2 separate regions of the Zea mays genome follow, and region 1 is linked to region 2. The links are chromatin contacts, called in public Hi-C maps. All regions are on one chromosome and are shown on one strand. Each heading gives the region's core, a stretch centred on a gene start, on an enhancer-like site or on the middle of the called end of the contact. The rest is flanking DNA. Distances are from core to core; before and after follow the strand shown. Region 1 holds the start of LOC100276813. Region 2 holds the start of LOC100304401 (naked endosperm2).

Region 1 (3,909 bases), core at 562-3,061, 140 kb before region 2:
CCAGGCGGTAGTATTCTCTTAATCAACCCAAAGAGGGCAGAACAAGTTTATCGGAATAACATGTGCAAGAATCCTTATGTTTGCTAATTACTAGTACAAATATGCATAAGGAAAATGCTTGACTAGCACTTTGACTACTAAACAACATGCCGTGAAGGATCATAATTCTCCAAAGAGGCCATCTTCAATACACTGAGCAATACAGCTGCAAACAACAGCAATGACCAATGAGTGAACCTGTCAAAACCAGAGAGAATATCAGGCCACATTCAGCGTAAACATTTCAGTAAGAGAAATAACTAGTATATAATTCGTACACAAAATAATTTCCATGCTAATAAAGCAATATAATGAGAAGGTAATAGCTACAAGTTTTTTAACAAGTTGAAGCTAAAGGATACAATGAGAGAACCATATGTTGTTAATTCTCTACAAAGTTTTCTGGGATAGATGTCAAAGACGGGAAGTAAAAATAATGGAGAGTAGAATATATTGACCCTAAAGCAGAACCCAAATGTAGTGTCAATATTGAACAACCAATTGAATAACATGATACATATTGAGCACCTAGAACAAATAAACATAAGGACTATATGGGAGGTTTCCATCCTGCATGTGGAGTAAGATTACTAGATTAGCAACTCTGTATTTCGAATTTCTGATACACTGCTATGTCCTCTGATGGAGCAAAAACATGTGACATGTTTGATGGCCATTGCTAAAATCATTACAGCTAACCTAAACAGGCCATTGATTTCATCTTATTCGTACCGATTATTTTCACCAATATTACCATGTATATGACCTAATCCACCACATCATGAGTTATTCCTTGAGTCACATGTTGCAAAAACAGGAACAACAGTCCAAAGTGTCATTGAAGATATTCAGTCCCAACCATGTTCGAACATTGGTTGAGTCTTTCCTCGTACCAGTGATGTCAGAATTTCTAAATTTCCATTGCACAGAGTAGATTTTCTATCAATAAGGTTGCAATGTACATTAATAAACACTTTGAACAGTCATTGGGCTGCACTGCTGCAGTAGCAACGCAGCGCACCTCATTGTTGCACGGTTTGACTTCGTAATTAGTAAGATGGCCTGCAATCGATCATGTACTCTGTAGCTCATGAAAATTCCTAAGGGTCCGCTTGCAGCTCTAGTGTGCCAAAACAAAATTAGGCCATGACCAAAACCAGGGCATGGCCAGATTCATAAGTGGGTGGCAGCAACAAGCAACTCAAATCGAATCACTCGATTGAACGGGTACCTAGATCAACTCAGACAAAGCAATCTAAGGAGTCGATTATCTCATTCGGACCGGACGAGACGAAAACCCTAACATATATTCCAGCACCTCACCTCATTTGCAGTAGCGGTCGGCCTTCTTGCGGACGCGGTCGTCGAGGGCTTCCTCGACGGTGCGGTTCCGGGCGGCAGCGCGGGCGGCGTTGTCGGGGTCATACCCGAACTTCTTCGACTCCACAGGGAAGAGTTCCTCGTACTTCATCTTCTTCGCCGCGTCGATGGTGTAGTCGTCGCCAGTGCCGCTGCCGGCACCTCCGCCGCCTTCAGCACCCTCCGCGGCCGCGGCTGCGGCCTCGATGTCGCCGTCGGCGAGGGCGTCCGACGCGGGCTTCTTATTCTTCTTGTGCTTCTTTGGCTTGTGGATGGAGGCGGCTTCGCCGCCCTTGAAGACGAGGCGGCCGGGCTTGGCTTTCCTATACGCGTCCGACATGGGGAAGAGTGGAAGACCGGAAGAGGGGAGCGGGGGACAATCCAGAGAACGGAGATGAGAACGAAACTGGCACCTCGCGCGGCCACTTCACACCGGCGTATATATGGTGCTGATGATTACTTTCAGGCAAAATTAGGTGGGGGACACAAAGAAAAGGTGGCCTCGGCCACAACACATCAAAAAAACTTGGCTTTGAACGGACACACTAAAAAGTTACTTTTATTAGGTACCGGACACTCCACCTTTTATTATAATCATTTTTAATAGAAGCTACATGAAAAGACAAAATTGCCCCTGCCTATTCTCTCCTTTCCTCCACTGAAACTGGATCGCAAAAATGAATCACCTGCTGCTCGCGCCGTCCAGGTGCTCCCGCCGATAGGTTCGTCGGCTCCCTCCATCCGCCGTGTCCTGCTGCCGCACCTCCCTGCTCCAGGCGCACAGGGTCGACACCTTCACCAGTGCCCCAGGCTCAGGCCGGTTCCTGCGTGGGAGGCGACGTGTCACGGCGGCGGCACCTGCTCATGGCAGGGCGGAAGCACCCAGGAGATGGAGGAACCTCCACGATTCTTCAGCGATATTTTTGCAGAGAACCACGCCGATCTGTCATGGGATCTCGACGGGTAATATTCTTGCCATTTTCCCCTAGAGTTAAGGTAATTGTAGGCTTGATTTTGCAAAGGAAATCATACCCTAGTTCGTCCTGTTCATATTTGTGCCCCCTGTATGTGTAGGATGGATCCTAATTCGTCCTACAGGCTTGCTGTTCGAGTAGGCGCTTATGTCAAATTAACTGATGATGATGGTCGTGAATATTGTAAGGCATGCAACATTCAAAAGATTTTAGACAGGGATAGCACAAACTGGAATGATTTGCTTCTTGAAATTGCTACAGAAATTAAGTTAGGCTCAAAACAAAAGTTGCGTGTCACCTATTGGGATAATATTAGTCGTAGCTATGAAGAGATTGCTTCTGACCAAAAATTGCTTCATGCAATTGACATGTATTGGGATATAAGGAGGCTTTCAGTGCAAGTGGGTGTTATAGGGAAAGATGATAAGGATCACATACGTGATATTGGCCGGCTGGAGAGCATGCCTTGTGTTTTGCAGGGAAGTAGTGATGCCCCAGCCAACCAAACTATTGCACAACCTTCACTTGAAACTGACTCATCTCTTGTAGAGCCACCAGTTCATCAAATTACGGAAGTGGCTTGGGTGGATGATGACCTAGAGTACGTTGGTCTGAATGATGAGGATCTAATTTCTGATTCATCGGAGTTTGAACCAGATAGTGATGTAGACTATGCTGGTTCAGAGGATGAATTAGTTGTTCAGGATGCATTGGGTTGTGAGACAATTATCCATGTAACTGACTTGGAGAATCCGAAAATAGAAGTTGGTGTAACTTTTGGGGATGGTGATACTTTCAAGAAAGCTATTAGGCAATATGCAATAAAAGGTGAATATGAAATTGCAGCTCCATATTCTGAGGCAACAAGGTATAGAGGCTATTGCAAAGCTGAACAGTGCAAGTGGCGTATACATGCTTCACAATTGCAGGATGGAAGGACTTGGGAGGTTCTTATTATTTTCCCAAATTTTGTATACTATTTTTTGTATGTTTGTACTTAATTAATTCTTGCTTGTTTCAGATAAAGAAGATGCCTTTTGAACACACTTGTCAAAGCACAGGGAAAGTTGAGAAGAACTGCATGGCAACAAATCATTGGGTCAAGGATCGAGTTCTAGATTGGCTTGCAAAGGACAATAAGATTGGAGCTAAAGAATTAAAGAAAAGGCTAGAGGAGCAGTATCATCTGAAATTGTCATACTGGGTAGTTTGGGATGGAAGAAAGAAGGCTTTGGAGCAACTCAAAGGGAAGTGGGATGATAGTTTTGAGTGTATTTTCAGTTTCAAGACAGAGGTGGAGAAGACCAATCCAGGCAGTTTGGTAGACATTGAATATGAGAAAGTTGGGAAGAAAATGAGGTTTATTAGAATGTTTGTTGCGCTAAAGTCATGTGTGGATGGATTTTTAAATGGTTGCAGGCCTTTCCTTGGTGTGGACTCTACTCATTTGACTGGGAAATGGAAGGGTCAACTTGCATCTGCTACTGCTATTGATGGGAACAATTGGATGTTTCCAGTGTGTCATGGTGTGTTTGGA
Region 2 (4,116 bases), core at 1,565-4,064:
TGTTTGCCGAGCCTTCTTTGCCGAGTGTTACACTCGGCAAAGCCTTTGTCGAGTGTTTTTAGGGCTTCGCCGAGTGTTTCCGGCACTCGGCGAAGCTATTGATTCCGGTAGTGTGATCTACAACGTATGGGTCTGACATGTGTCAACTGTGCGCACAACACGTGCGCATCTTCTCATCAAGGCTGGCTACAACAGCAGTGACACGTCGAAAACGGCCACGCGCGCCCACTCGCCTACTCTACTGAGAGCAAAGCTGATTTCAGTTTCTCCCAGGTTGTTCAACTTTATTTGCACATGCAGCCACTGCATATATACAAGAAAATATAATTATACATATATATGTTATATATATCCACAAAATAATACATGTGTCGCATACATACGTGATCATCTATGGCCATGCGTGTTACGTACGTGCAGGAGTATTATCTTGACGTACGTACGTACGTCGTCGCTACCGGCGAAACCTTTTTTCAAAGCGTGTTGAAGGCCATGACGAAACAACTATAGCTAGCTAGACCCGAGAGGCGCGCACCAACAACGACAAGCGCCGAGCTAGCTTACGTCCGCTTTCTCGGACGTTTTCCCAGCAGTATCAGTACAGTAGTGTGTCACGTACGGCCGGCTAGCTGCAAGTGCACTGCATGCATGCCTCTCGCGAACGTTTGGCCTCGATGGCTTTTCTTGGACATTTTCCAAGAGAGACTTTCTCCATGCATGTTCTACTGGAAACTGTTGCCTAGCCATAGCCAGCTGTGCCGTGATTGCTCCAGCTCTTACACACGTATGTACGTACGTCATGCGGTCATTGTTGTCAGCGGTTCAAATTTGCGGCCAGAAATAGATCTTAAAATCAATATTTGAACTTTAAATTCTAAGATATTTCGAAATTGATAAAAAAATAAAGTAGATTTAACATTTAACATTAATTTTTTGACAAAAATAACAACATTATAATTATAATATTGAAAATATTTACTGTTGACTACATTTAACATCCTAAGTGGATTCGTTGTTTAGTTTGCCTACTTAATAGAATGGTAAAATTGGAAATAAATAGAAAAAAGAACCGCAAAAATCCTTGGAAGGATTGAATTGTGCATGTAATATATTACGGGTCTGTTTAGTTCAGCTTTCTGAACAAAAAAAAATCTCCATATTTCTCTATAGTTTAATTCAAAATCACTTCCTATCCTAGATTTTTCAGTTTTTTGTCATGCATATTACCAAATTATCACTCTCTTACAAAGTCTATAGTTGCCAGTTGTTTCAACCAAACATATTTTAGTTTTCTCAAAGTCGTCAGCTTCCAACGTCTTTATCACAGCTCACAGCTATAATCAAATTTTCAAAGATCTACAGCTGAACCAAAAGATACGTTACATATCTAAGTGCATATATAGTAAGATCGAGCTACAAATCTAGAAAATCATAATACAAGTAATTTGTTGATCAATGTATTAGATAGAATAAAGGACACTGAGTTTACTTATTAACGGGCAGAATGTAATGTGCTAATCCCCCAACCCCGTCTTGCATCTACTGCTCGTACTGTATCCATGCGGGCATTGTTGGATGAGCATGTCTGAATACATGCGGTCCCGCATCTTTTGGTAGCACCGCCCCAAGCAAAGCTAGGAGGCGCATCCTATGTGGACAAGAGGATAGGGTTTGAGTGTCTTAACAGTGATAGTGTCATATTATTTTTTCCTACACGTACGTGGATGTGGTTTTGACAAACAAAATTAATACTGCAGTGTGAAAAAGTAATTATCTGGATCACCAAAAAAATAATTAGTAGTGTGCAGTGTGCACTGCTAGCATTCAATATTCTAAAGAAATTTTGCTACGACTCTATATATGTATGCCAATAATTGTGCAACTACCAACTAGGTAGGGTAGCTATCCTAGTAGTGATACACATAATTGTCAGTTATAATATAAAATTTAAAATAGGGAATTAGCTCATATAAATTTTAACACCATAAGTTCTAAGTAATTAGGCTGGATATATCAATATAGTGTACGCCGATATCAACCACAGCCACATAAGCAAATGAACTTTATACGTCTACATGAAAAAGACAACTATAGATCGTTAGAACGTATTTTGTACTATTATAGAGTATGAGCTGGTGTTTACGCTGCTGTGCACAAGGTACACGCTTCTTCATTAGTGTACGCTTGCTATACTCCGACTAAAACAACTCTTGCATGCCAACGGCCACACGTATAGAACGTACGTAATACAATAATAACATCTTAGAAGTAATCATGATGTGAGTCATCACATATATAAACAAAATATATACACGTGCAAACAAATGTTAACAAAAAAAAGTTTAGCGTGGATCTAACAGAAATTAGGTGGCATTTCGATTGGTGTATTAGCAAGGCTAGCTATACGAAAACATGGCCACGCACGCACCTGGATGCATATGTTTGCCACCCACAAACATCTAAAAAACCAAAACAGCACTGTGAAAACGCATGCTTGCGACCCATATAAACATCTAAAAGAGCCAAGACAACACCAGCGAAAGGCTTTTGCTGGTGTGCGAGCGTGTGATGGCGAGAGGGCAAGCCCCACGCAGTGGGTAGTGGACCCAATCCTCAGACGCTACACGACACCGTTTTGCCTGCGTCTGCGTGCGTGAGCTTGCCCCCGCTCCCATCCGCTGCTGTAGCTGTACTCTCTCTCTCTCTCCTCTCTCTCCTGCTCCGAGCTGTGTATATAGAAAAATCCAGTGTATTTTCCCCGGTGTGCATATATAGGCTTTGGAAGGGGGCGCAGGGGTGGAATTTCGGGAATCGATTTGTAGTGGGGCATGTAAGCTTGTGGGAGAGGAAAGCAGCAGGAGACGAAGGTAGTAGACAAGGAAAAGTATGCCAAAGAAAATGAGAGAACAACCTTCTTAGCTTCTCCTCCAGTCTCTCTCCACCACCGCTCTATCTCCTCGGTAGGAAGAAGAGCAAGCAAGAGAGGAGCAAGCTAGCTAGCGGTACAAGGGAGAGTGAGGTACAGAGAAAGAAACAAACTCGCTCGATTGTTTTTCCTATTAAATATGTATACGAGTATGTGGGAGTGGGTGTTTGCGAGCTTTTGTTGTCTTGCTTTTTTCTACTTGTTTCGAGTGCAACTGCTTGTTTGGATTTCCCTGTCCACTTTGTTCTTTTGTTTAATCTCGGAAGAGTCCCAAACTCCTAAGTTCTTCTCGGCTCCCTGTCGATTTGTTGCTTGTTTCAGATCAATCCCAAGCACGTACGTATGAGAAGGTATAGCCAACCCATATCAGGAATTTTGGGGGCTCTCCTTTCGGTCTGCTTTATCTCCTTGGCTCTGTCGGGCTCCTCCCCGTTTGTCTCCGGATCGGACTCGGAGGAACAGCAAAATCTTTCTAGTCACGCCCCCCATATGGTCTCCCGCTCGCATGCTGTGTGTGTCTTGTGTTTTTTTGGAGATACTCGTCGACTCGTGCTCTTGTTGCCGTTGTTGATTGCCATGCCGGCCGGACTCACTTGGAAAGTATTGTTGCTTGTTTCAGCGGCGAAGGGGACGGACGAATTGAAGAACACCTGCCAGTCCGATCGAGCTGGTGGTGCCGCCAGGATAAATCGGGAGGTATATGATGGCGTCGAATTCACCGGCGGCGGCGTTCTTTGGTGTTAGGGATGGGGACCAGCAAGACCACCAGATTAAGCCGCTGATATCACCGCAGCAGCAGCAGCAGCTGGCAGCGGCACTGCCCAGCGTGGCGTCCGGCCAAGGCGCGCCGACGGCGGCGGCGCAGCCACCGCCCAAGAAGAAGAGGACTATGCCCGGTAATTCACGCAAGTCCACCCCCTTCTGACTCCGGTCGTCCATGCACACTGCGTACAGGTCTGCTGCCTGCCAGAGATCTCGCTCGCTCGTCTGGATCGATTGGAGTTTTATGAGTTGGATGCTTGCAGCAAGAGCATATATCTTCTCTCACATAGTCACATGCCTGCACTCGGTTTCTCTTTCCATTTCTTCGTGGTTTCTTGTCTGAGTATTGTAGTTCTTGGTTTGTGATCACCGCTATATATCTTCACTGCGCCACTGCCTAGTCCAGAGAATCCTTGCCTGGTTTTCCA

What was found. A called contact is a pair of places that touch in the nucleus more often than the background predicts.
Region 1: a contact with region 2 is called in a Hi-C map of ear, with 4 times the contacts expected there. The contact joins the promoter of LOC100276813 here to the promoter of LOC100304401 in region 2. A contact is called at or near these places in 9 of 25 Hi-C or Micro-C datasets (bundle sheath, ear, endosperm and 4 more).

What each region holds. Positions count from the first base shown.
Region 1 is chr10:140,303,343-140,307,251 of Zm-B73-REFERENCE-NAM-5.0, reverse strand. It overlaps LOC100276813, which reads right to left and starts at 1,811. Exons shown (of 2, transcript NM_001165478.1): 1 at 1,363-1,811; 2 at 1-237. The coding sequence starts at 1,738. The coding sequence ends at 1,364. LOC103641976 reads left to right here and starts at 2,063. Exons shown (of 2, transcript XM_020545911.2): 1 at 2,063-3,319; 2 at 3,394-3,909. The coding sequence starts at 2,465.
Region 2 is chr10:140,160,175-140,164,290 of Zm-B73-REFERENCE-NAM-5.0, reverse strand. LOC100304401 (naked endosperm2) reads left to right here and starts at 2,814. Exons shown (of 4, transcript NM_001165837.1): 1 at 2,814-3,019; 2 at 3,546-3,822. The coding sequence starts at 3,627.